Linked DNA regions of Pan troglodytes: region 2 is linked to region 1. Evidence: chromatin contacts called from public Hi-C data. All regions are on one chromosome and are shown on one strand. The core of a region is the stretch at or near the end of the contact, and the rest is flanking DNA. Distances in the headings are between cores, read along the strand shown.

Region 1 (4,012 bases), core at 398-2,897:
ATTTTGACATCTAATATCTTTACCTTCTGAACGATTTACTCTTTTTCTTTTTTTGAGATGGAGTCTCACTTTGTCACCCAGGCTGGAGTGCAGTGGCACAACCTCGGCTCACTGCAACCTTTGCCTTCCAGGTTCAAGATTCTCCTGCTTCAGCTTCCTGAGTAGCTGGGCCCATAGACATCTGCCACCATGCCCGGCTAATTTTTGTATGTTTAGTAGAGATGGGATTTCACCATGTTGGCGAGACTGGTCTCGAACTCCTGACCTCAAGTGATCTGCCTGCCTCGACCTCCCAAAGTGCTGGGATTACAGGCATGAGTCACCGTGCCTGGCAGAATGATTTACTCTTACAATTTGTTTATCTCCTAAGCAGGTTGAAATTTTCTTCACTTGAACAAAGATGGCAGAATCCCATTTCACATGTTGGCAGGCATGCTATTTAAGTGTGCTGGTGCCTCTCCACAGTAGGATCCTGCTGTGAGCCTTCCCTTCTCATGAGGTCCTTCCTGGGCTCCCAGATAAATGTCATGATAAATTTGGAGTTGTAGCTAAAGGGCAGCCTAATAGATTTCTAATATATAATAAATAGTAGCACTAGGTCAAAATACTGCTTAGGAATCACTTTATACTCCAGGTGGCTTCCTCCATTGTCCCCTCGCCACCTCTGCATTTTGATCTGAAAGCTCGATTTCAAGATTACAAATGAGAGAAACCTGATTCTCTTCTGTGACAGGAGCCAGGTACTGCAATGGTTTGCAATCCAAAACCTCATAATTGTCAGCCTCAGTTCAAGAGACTTCACCTGGGATATAGGCTGGATGACTGAAACCTAAGCAGGCTGTAAAGTTAATAGTTTTGGGGAGTGCGCATGACAGTTTGGAAAACTCATCCTGTTTAACATGTTTCACTATGTTTCCCTAGGAGTCGGGAAGCTCAACATTTCAGAATTCAGCATTTGTGTTTGTTAATAGGCACTGGTGAGTTAATCCACACCACACCCTGGTAAGTTAGGCCAGTCTTGTTGCCACCAGCCCTTTACCAGGTGAGGCAGGGTCATTTGCCCAAGGCCAAGTAGTACACAAGTGTCGTGGCCAGAACTAGAATTTGGACTTTTCCAGCGGACGTGATGGCTAGCTGTGGGCCATCTTAGGATAAACCCACCATCAATGTTAATTCAGGTCTAGGATCTTAAACAAAAACCTAAAATAGATCAAGCTACAAGATATTTTAATAACTGATGGTGTGATCTGAAGAGCAAATCAGAAAGTTCCAGAATCTCATGCTGCATTACAGAAGTGATTATTGAAGAATGGCTGAAAGATGTTGAAGTAAAAAAAAAAAGCAATTAACAAGTAGGCTTTATATCCATGCTGAGTTAATGATATGATCTATGCAACTGACAGTCTAAATATTTCTGCATGTTACTGAGGATATTCACTGGGATTTCTGGATAGTGAATATTGCCCTTTCTTCTACCTTGTATCTGAATGGCCCTAAAAGCCAGCCCCGGCTTGTAGAAATCGAGATGACAAAGTCTGGAACCTATGGCTCCTACAAGGATGGAAAATAGCCCCAGCAGAACAGTGTTGCTTCATCTGTCCCCACCCACAGGGCTTTCCTAGGCTATTGTAGCTCTCATAGTGGATTTGCATATCTGTAGCTGCAGAGCTAATGTTCTCTCTCTAGGCTCAGGGGGCCCTGCAAGGCAGCTCCATGGTCCTTTCCATTTTATTGTAAGAGTTGGTGGAAAATGAGAGGCGGCCATTGTGTCTGACTGCGGAGGCATTGTTCTTCCCCAGACGAGGCTGGCCTCTTTCTCAGCTCCCGGTTTCTGCTCCTCCAGCCATGGCTAGCTTCTGAGGAGCAGCTGGACTAACTCAGAATTGCCCCAAGGGTTACTTAAAACCATGAAAAGAAATTTTACTCTCCAAAATGTAAAGTTACAAACTGCCCCCCAAACTCCTTTTCTTGGCAGTCCCAGTTTGTATAGAACCTGTGTGTTCTGATAGTAACACAGCCGTGGCAACTCAACGACAAAGTGCTGGCTCGAACCTCAGCCCCCAGCCCCTAGCCCACTTTGCGAAAAGAATTTCATTGACCATCAGAATATGTGGTGGTGGCAGTGGGGGATAAAATTAAAGCAGAAAATGTCCCTTTACATTTCAACCATAAAACCATCTGTTGCTGAGGACTGTGCAGGTATCAATTGTTTATGATCATTAAAATCTTGCTGTTGGGGATAGTTACTACAAAAACCTGAATATTGTTTATGATGTCGATGTCGGGGAAACCAAAGCTTTTTGTATTTATGTTGCTTTCTTATGTGGTTTGGGGGTAGGCCAAATGAGCAAAACAACAGTGGCCTTCCAAGGTGCATAGGCCTAGGAGAACATGCTGTAAAATATATGCAAGAAGAAAAGCAACTTTGAGAATCACTTGGTGTTTCTTGTATTTGGAGCTCAAATGACTAAATGGCCAAAATGTCATCTCCAGCTGACATGCTTCCAGCATGCCTGTTCTGGTCAGAAAGCTTACCCAAAGTAGTTTACAATTTTATTTTGTACTACGATATACCTGCTACTGGACACGCATCTGCAGATTTTAGGTGCATGCTGATCTAGCACATTTATTCTCATGGATTGTACGTATGGGGCATTACGTGCTCCCTGCCTTCAAGGAGATGCTGAAATCCACAACAACTTGAAGGGTTAGACAAACTTACTGTTTTAATAGCTGTTATAGGTACAAATTATCCTAGCCACTTGATTGTCAGTTGTGGCTAAATGTGTTGAATAAGGAGGAAGCTACTGAGCCCAGAGACCCTGGGAGAGGACATGTGGATTTGATCGGTTGTCCTTGCTCCTTGTAATTTTAGCTTCCTGCACCTGATCACTTTATCCAGAGCAGGAACAGCTTTAAACTAATCTTGTTTTGCTTTAAATGTAAACCATCTAGGCTTCTGAATTAGTGCAAAAAAGAAAAAAGTTTAGTAACTTCAGTTAAATCTCTAAGACTCACATCTCTCCTGCATCAACATGATCATGATATTCCCCTTCTCTTAGAGGTGCCACCAACGGTGACCTAAAAACGGAGGCAGCAATGCCCTGAGGATGGCATCCTGTTGCTGGTGTCCACAAGGTGATTTCCTTCTGGATCTGGACATTCTTGCTTGATGGACTAAATGCAGCCATGTTTTGCTTTCGGCCTTTCCACATTAAGTCTCTGCTCTCTTAGGGACAAATGTTATGGAGTCTTTTTGTGTATTAAGGACACTTTCTTTTGAAAGCCATGCCAGGGGTTATGCTAAACAAAGGGCATAATAGGCATCATTCTTGTCCTTAAGTAGCAACCAATTGGGAAGTATTTAATGGGCAATTGGAGGGTGTGTTGGAGGGTAGGGGTGAGAGAAAAAGCATATAGTCAGGGTTCTTCCAGTGCCTAAGAGTGTTGCTGAGGTAGGTAATATAAACAACAGATCTGCCCGTGCTTTGCAGATTTCAGGGCATTTATCCATGCATTGTCTCAATGGATACAACTTAGAAATAGGCCAGTTGTGACTTTAGAGATTAAAGAAATTAAGGTTCCGTGAGGCAAGGTTAGCAAGTGGTTTCGTTGAATCTTGCAGGCAGGTCTTTGGACTCCAAATCACATAGTGTGGTTTCTCTACCACATAATGACAGCAACCAGGTAACTCCTGCCACACACACACAGTGGCAGCCCTGTAGAGCAAGTTCATGTCTGAGCCTCACCTTCCTCATTTGTAAATTTGGAAGCATAATAATGATAATGCCTTCCTTCTAGTGTTGTGTGAGGATTCGAAATCCTGAATATGGCCGGGCACAGTGGCTCACACCTGTAATCCTAACACTTTGGGAGACTGAGCCAGATGGATCACCTGAGGCCAGGAGTTCGAGACCAGCTTGGCCAACATGGCGAAACCCCGTCTCTACTAAAAATACAAAAAACTAGCCAGGCGTGGTGGCGGGCACTTGTAATCCTAACTACTTGGGAG
Region 2 (4,012 bases), core at 979-3,478, 140 kb after region 1:
GTCTCTCTGCCCAGAATGGACTTTCTACCAGCTCTCCTGCTCCCAGGCTGGCCTGCCTGCATACTGCTTACTCTCTGGCACAATCCTCTCAGGTTCCTGTCATTGTTTGTCAACTCTCTGGGTCTTTGTTCTGTGCTATGATGTAAGCTATGTGAGAAGCAGCGCAGCGCCTGGCTGGGGCTTCTGCGGTGCATCCCCACATTTCATGCAGGGCCCGGCACACGTTAGGCGGAAGGACACACTTGGTTCGCACCAATTCAGCTAAGAGTCCCCCCTATCTGTTACATGCTTTTCCTTCCACGCCTGTCCTGTCACCGCTGTAATGGGATACCCTACACTTTGATCTGGAGAGACCATGCATGCGCTTGTCCTTTCTACTTCTTCATGGTTTTCGCTTGTGCAGACGAAATTACCGTAGTCCCAGCTACTGGGGGAAGCTGAGGCAGGAAGGTCTCTTGAACCCACGAGTTTGAGGCTGCAGTGAGCTGTGATTGTGCCACTGAGTTCCAGCCTGATCAACATAGTGAGACCCTATCTCTTAAAAAGAAGTAAATCCCCAATTCTTACTGTCTCAGGAAATAATAGTTACTCTGTGGTACTCCTCTCTTCTCTAATTTAGAAAACACGTTAAAAAATTTTTCTAATGATGGGGTTATTTTGCCTGTGCTTTGACCCATTTTATCGTATTGCAGGTAGCCTGATGCATCATGTCTTTATTTATTTATTTATTTATTTATTTATTTATTTATTTATTTATTTTTTGAGGTGGAGTCTCACTCTGTCACCCAGGCTGGAGTGCAATGGCATGGTGTCGGCTCACTGCAACATCCACCTCTTGGGTTCAAGCGATTCCCCTGCCTCAGCCTCTCGAACAGCTGGGATTACAGGGTCCTGCCACCACACTCGGCTAATTTTTGTATTTTTAGTAGAGATGGGGTTTCACTCTGTTGACTAGGCTGGTCTCGAACGCCTGACCTCGTGATTCACCCGCCTCGGCGTCCCAAAGTGCTGGGATTACAGGCGTGAACCACCTTGCCCAGCCCATGTCTCAGTTTTTAATATTCCATTATGAGTGTGGTGACCAATTTCGGTGCCATGTTATTGTTGAAAAAACAAAGCTTAAATGTAGAAGACTGTAACAAAGTAATTGGGTGTTGGGGAATGATGGGAAAGCAGTGACTGTGTTTGAGTGAATGGCGATCTGCATCTGTTTACCTTCAGTGTCTTCCATTCCCGCCTGCCTGGTCGCTGCCAAGCCTCACGCCCATGCAGGGGCTCAGCTCTGAGTGGAGAAGGCCAGTGTGTCAAGGCACACCTTTTAGCCAAGGGAGACAGTGCTAGGGCAGATGCTCACCCAGAATCCGCTCACCCAGGCATGCTGGACCCTGAACATCCTGGGAGGCTTCTTAGCAGATGGCTCTGGAGAGCAAAGATGTCCAGCTTTCCCTTTCCTGTTTTCTTCCCTCCCACTCTTGCATTTCCTCTTCCTCTATCTGGAGTCTTCTCCTCCCCCAGTACCCTTTCCTCTAACTTCCTTCCACCCCACAACCTGTCCTGACCACACTGCCCACCTTCTCGCTTACCCAAGCTCTTTTGCATTCTCTCTCTTTCCTCCCATTTAAAGAACATTTGCTATATACTGGGCACCTTAGTACATTACATACATTTTGTTTTCATTATATCATTTTTCCCAATGCTATAGTGTAGCAATATTTATTTCCATTTTGCAAATGAAAAATGGAAACATTAGGAAATGAGAACTGTGAAGGAGATACAGCCCGAGAGTGATGGAGATGGGCTTTGAACCTGGATCTTCTGACAGCAGAGTCTGTACTTGTGAGTGTCGTGTTGTACTGACATGTAGCCCTCAGAGGCTGACATTTCAGCATGCATGACATGTATATGGGTGGAATGGGGAGGGCCAATGTTTAGGGGTAGGTGTCCTGTGCAGCACTGTGCGAGTCCTCGTCCAGCTTCATCCATGACCAGGCTTGGTGCTGTGCTCCCCCGCTTTTTCCATCTGTGCCAGCTCCCACTGCCTCCATCATCACCTGTCTTCACCCCGCTCCTTTGTTTTTCATTCATTACACTGTGGGCTAGCTTCTTCCTCCTCACATCTAGGGAGGCATTATTACTTTGCAAACAAAACATGTCCTGCTTGCCCTAGAAGATGGGTTGTCTGCAGAGATTTCCTGCAGACTGCTGTGCTCATCGTGGCTCAGGATTCTTGTAAACTGCAGTCACAGAGGGTGGCACTTCCTGCCGGAGGGAACCTTGTCCTCTCCCTGACCTCTGCCTTATTATCCCTTGCCGTCCATCTTGGAATCCCTCTCCCATTTGCACTGAGGCCCTCCTGCTACCAACATCAGGACATCCCAGGCAGGGAGAGAACCGTGTCATTTGGAGATGGCAGGGGACAGACAGACATTGCCAAGTGGGCTGTTTTCCTGCCTCGGTCCTTCCTGGCCATTCGGTGGTCCACATCCTGACCCTCCCCCATAACCACTGGAGGCCAAAACTTGCAACGTTCCTGAGCCCCAACACAGCCAATTATGCCACAAATAAATAAAGATGGAGAGAGCAGGGGGCTCCTTCCCAGCCTCCATATAGAGCCTTCTTTGAATGACATGGCTCTGGTCCCAAGCTGTGGCTGAGAATGTGTTTCAGGGCTGTACCTCAGACAATGCTGGCCCAGTCTCCTTCCCCAGCTCCCAGCTGCATTTTGCCTCTGGCCTGGGAGTCTCTGCATCTCTCCCCTCTCATGCTCTCTTTCTCTCTCTCGGTCCTTTGGTCATTTTCTTTCCAGATTTTAAAAAGGGGAAGGGACTGGAAAACAAATTCAAACCCTGATTTTTGAGTGGGGTGAAGCCTTCTGCATGAAGAAATAAAAGATCATACATTGATAGCTTGGAAAACAATGGTAATATTTAATTAACCTTTTGAAATGGCTGATCTGCAAATCTGCACGTGTCAGCTCATCTTCAGAACAGAGGCACTGTGTGTGCCGATGCCAAAATCAACATGCTGGTCCATGGATTTCCTCCATGGGGATTTCACAGGGGGAAAAAGTAAGAATATATTCCATGACCCCTCCTCCCACCATCAGTTGTGTTACTTTTAAAAATTCATGTGATCCAGCTGCCCTCGCCAAGGTTGGACGCAGCCTGTTGTGCTGCACATCTGAGGACCCCGAGCTGAAGCTTGGCTCTTGTCCCTGTCATTGTAGCAGACAGGCCTCGGGCCTCCTGGGGGACTGAGGGTCAGTTCTGATGACAGCAAAAATCAGCTCGATGCAGTTGGAGTTCTCCCAACACGGTGCATATCCACAGGACAAAGGGAATTAGACTCATCTGCAAGTGTCAACTCTCTGACTTTTTAGTGTTTTTTTTTTTTCTTTCTTGTAAAGGTGGCGTGGTCTCTTAGTTTGAGAAGTCATGTCATCCAGGGAGCATGGAGGTTGGCTCATTAAAATATCACTTGGTTAAAGTAAATCAGTGTTGATGGAATTGTTTAAGATATTCCCCCTTGTGGAGCTGGTGTGCCACGCTGATCAACTTGTTACTCCCATCACCATGGGCTACGTGGAAACTCCTCCTTTCTACTCTGCACCCCATACCTGCTTTAATGAGCATGTCTCCAAATGTAATCGGAAGCCTGAGTTGATGGGTGGTGACTCATACATTTCATTTCCTTTTATCAACGGCAGTAGCAGAAAGAATCAGGGAGGGTGATATTTTGCTCTTTGGGACTTCTAGGAATTAAAGGAGTATGGGCATCAAGAAAATGAATATGAAATAGGTGATTTCAACTGTACGTACACATCAGTCAAGCAACAACATGCACTTTGAAATGTTTAAAGAAATTCCTGTAACTTGTGAGAAGTCTTTAGTTGTTTTTATGTGTTTTGACTGATCAGAGAAAAAAGCATGGGGCTTTTAAGAAATGTGTGGCAAAACTGTAAAGCTTTGAATGAGGAAGATTTAAGGCTTATGAAGACTTGACGAAGGTAGGA

Evidence for each region. Hi-C and Micro-C count contacts between places; a contact is called where the count stands out from the background.
Region 2: a contact with region 1 is called in a Hi-C map of induced pluripotent stem cells, with 2.4 times the contacts expected there. The contact joins two enhancer-like sites. A contact is called at or near these places in 2 of 7 Hi-C or Micro-C datasets (induced pluripotent stem cells and stem cell-derived neural progenitor cells).

The regions. Positions count from the first base shown.
Region 1 is chr7:69,458,049-69,462,060 of NHGRI_mPanTro3-v2.0_pri, forward strand. No RefSeq gene overlaps it. Among named protein-coding and RNA genes, the nearest start is that of CLVS1, 190 kb to the right of the region's middle. Within about 2 kb of position 1,648, at least 7 of the 24 cell types and tissues checked have an H3K27ac peak or open chromatin away from gene starts, as enhancers often do. A contact at or near this core is called in induced pluripotent stem cells and stem cell-derived neural progenitor cells, where this site is marked.
Region 2 is chr7:69,598,048-69,602,059 of NHGRI_mPanTro3-v2.0_pri, forward strand. No RefSeq gene overlaps it. Among named protein-coding and RNA genes, the nearest start is that of CLVS1, 51 kb to the right of the region's middle. Within about 2 kb of position 2,229, at least 9 of the 24 cell types and tissues checked have an H3K27ac peak or open chromatin away from gene starts, as enhancers often do. A contact at or near this core is called in induced pluripotent stem cells and stem cell-derived neural progenitor cells, where this site is marked.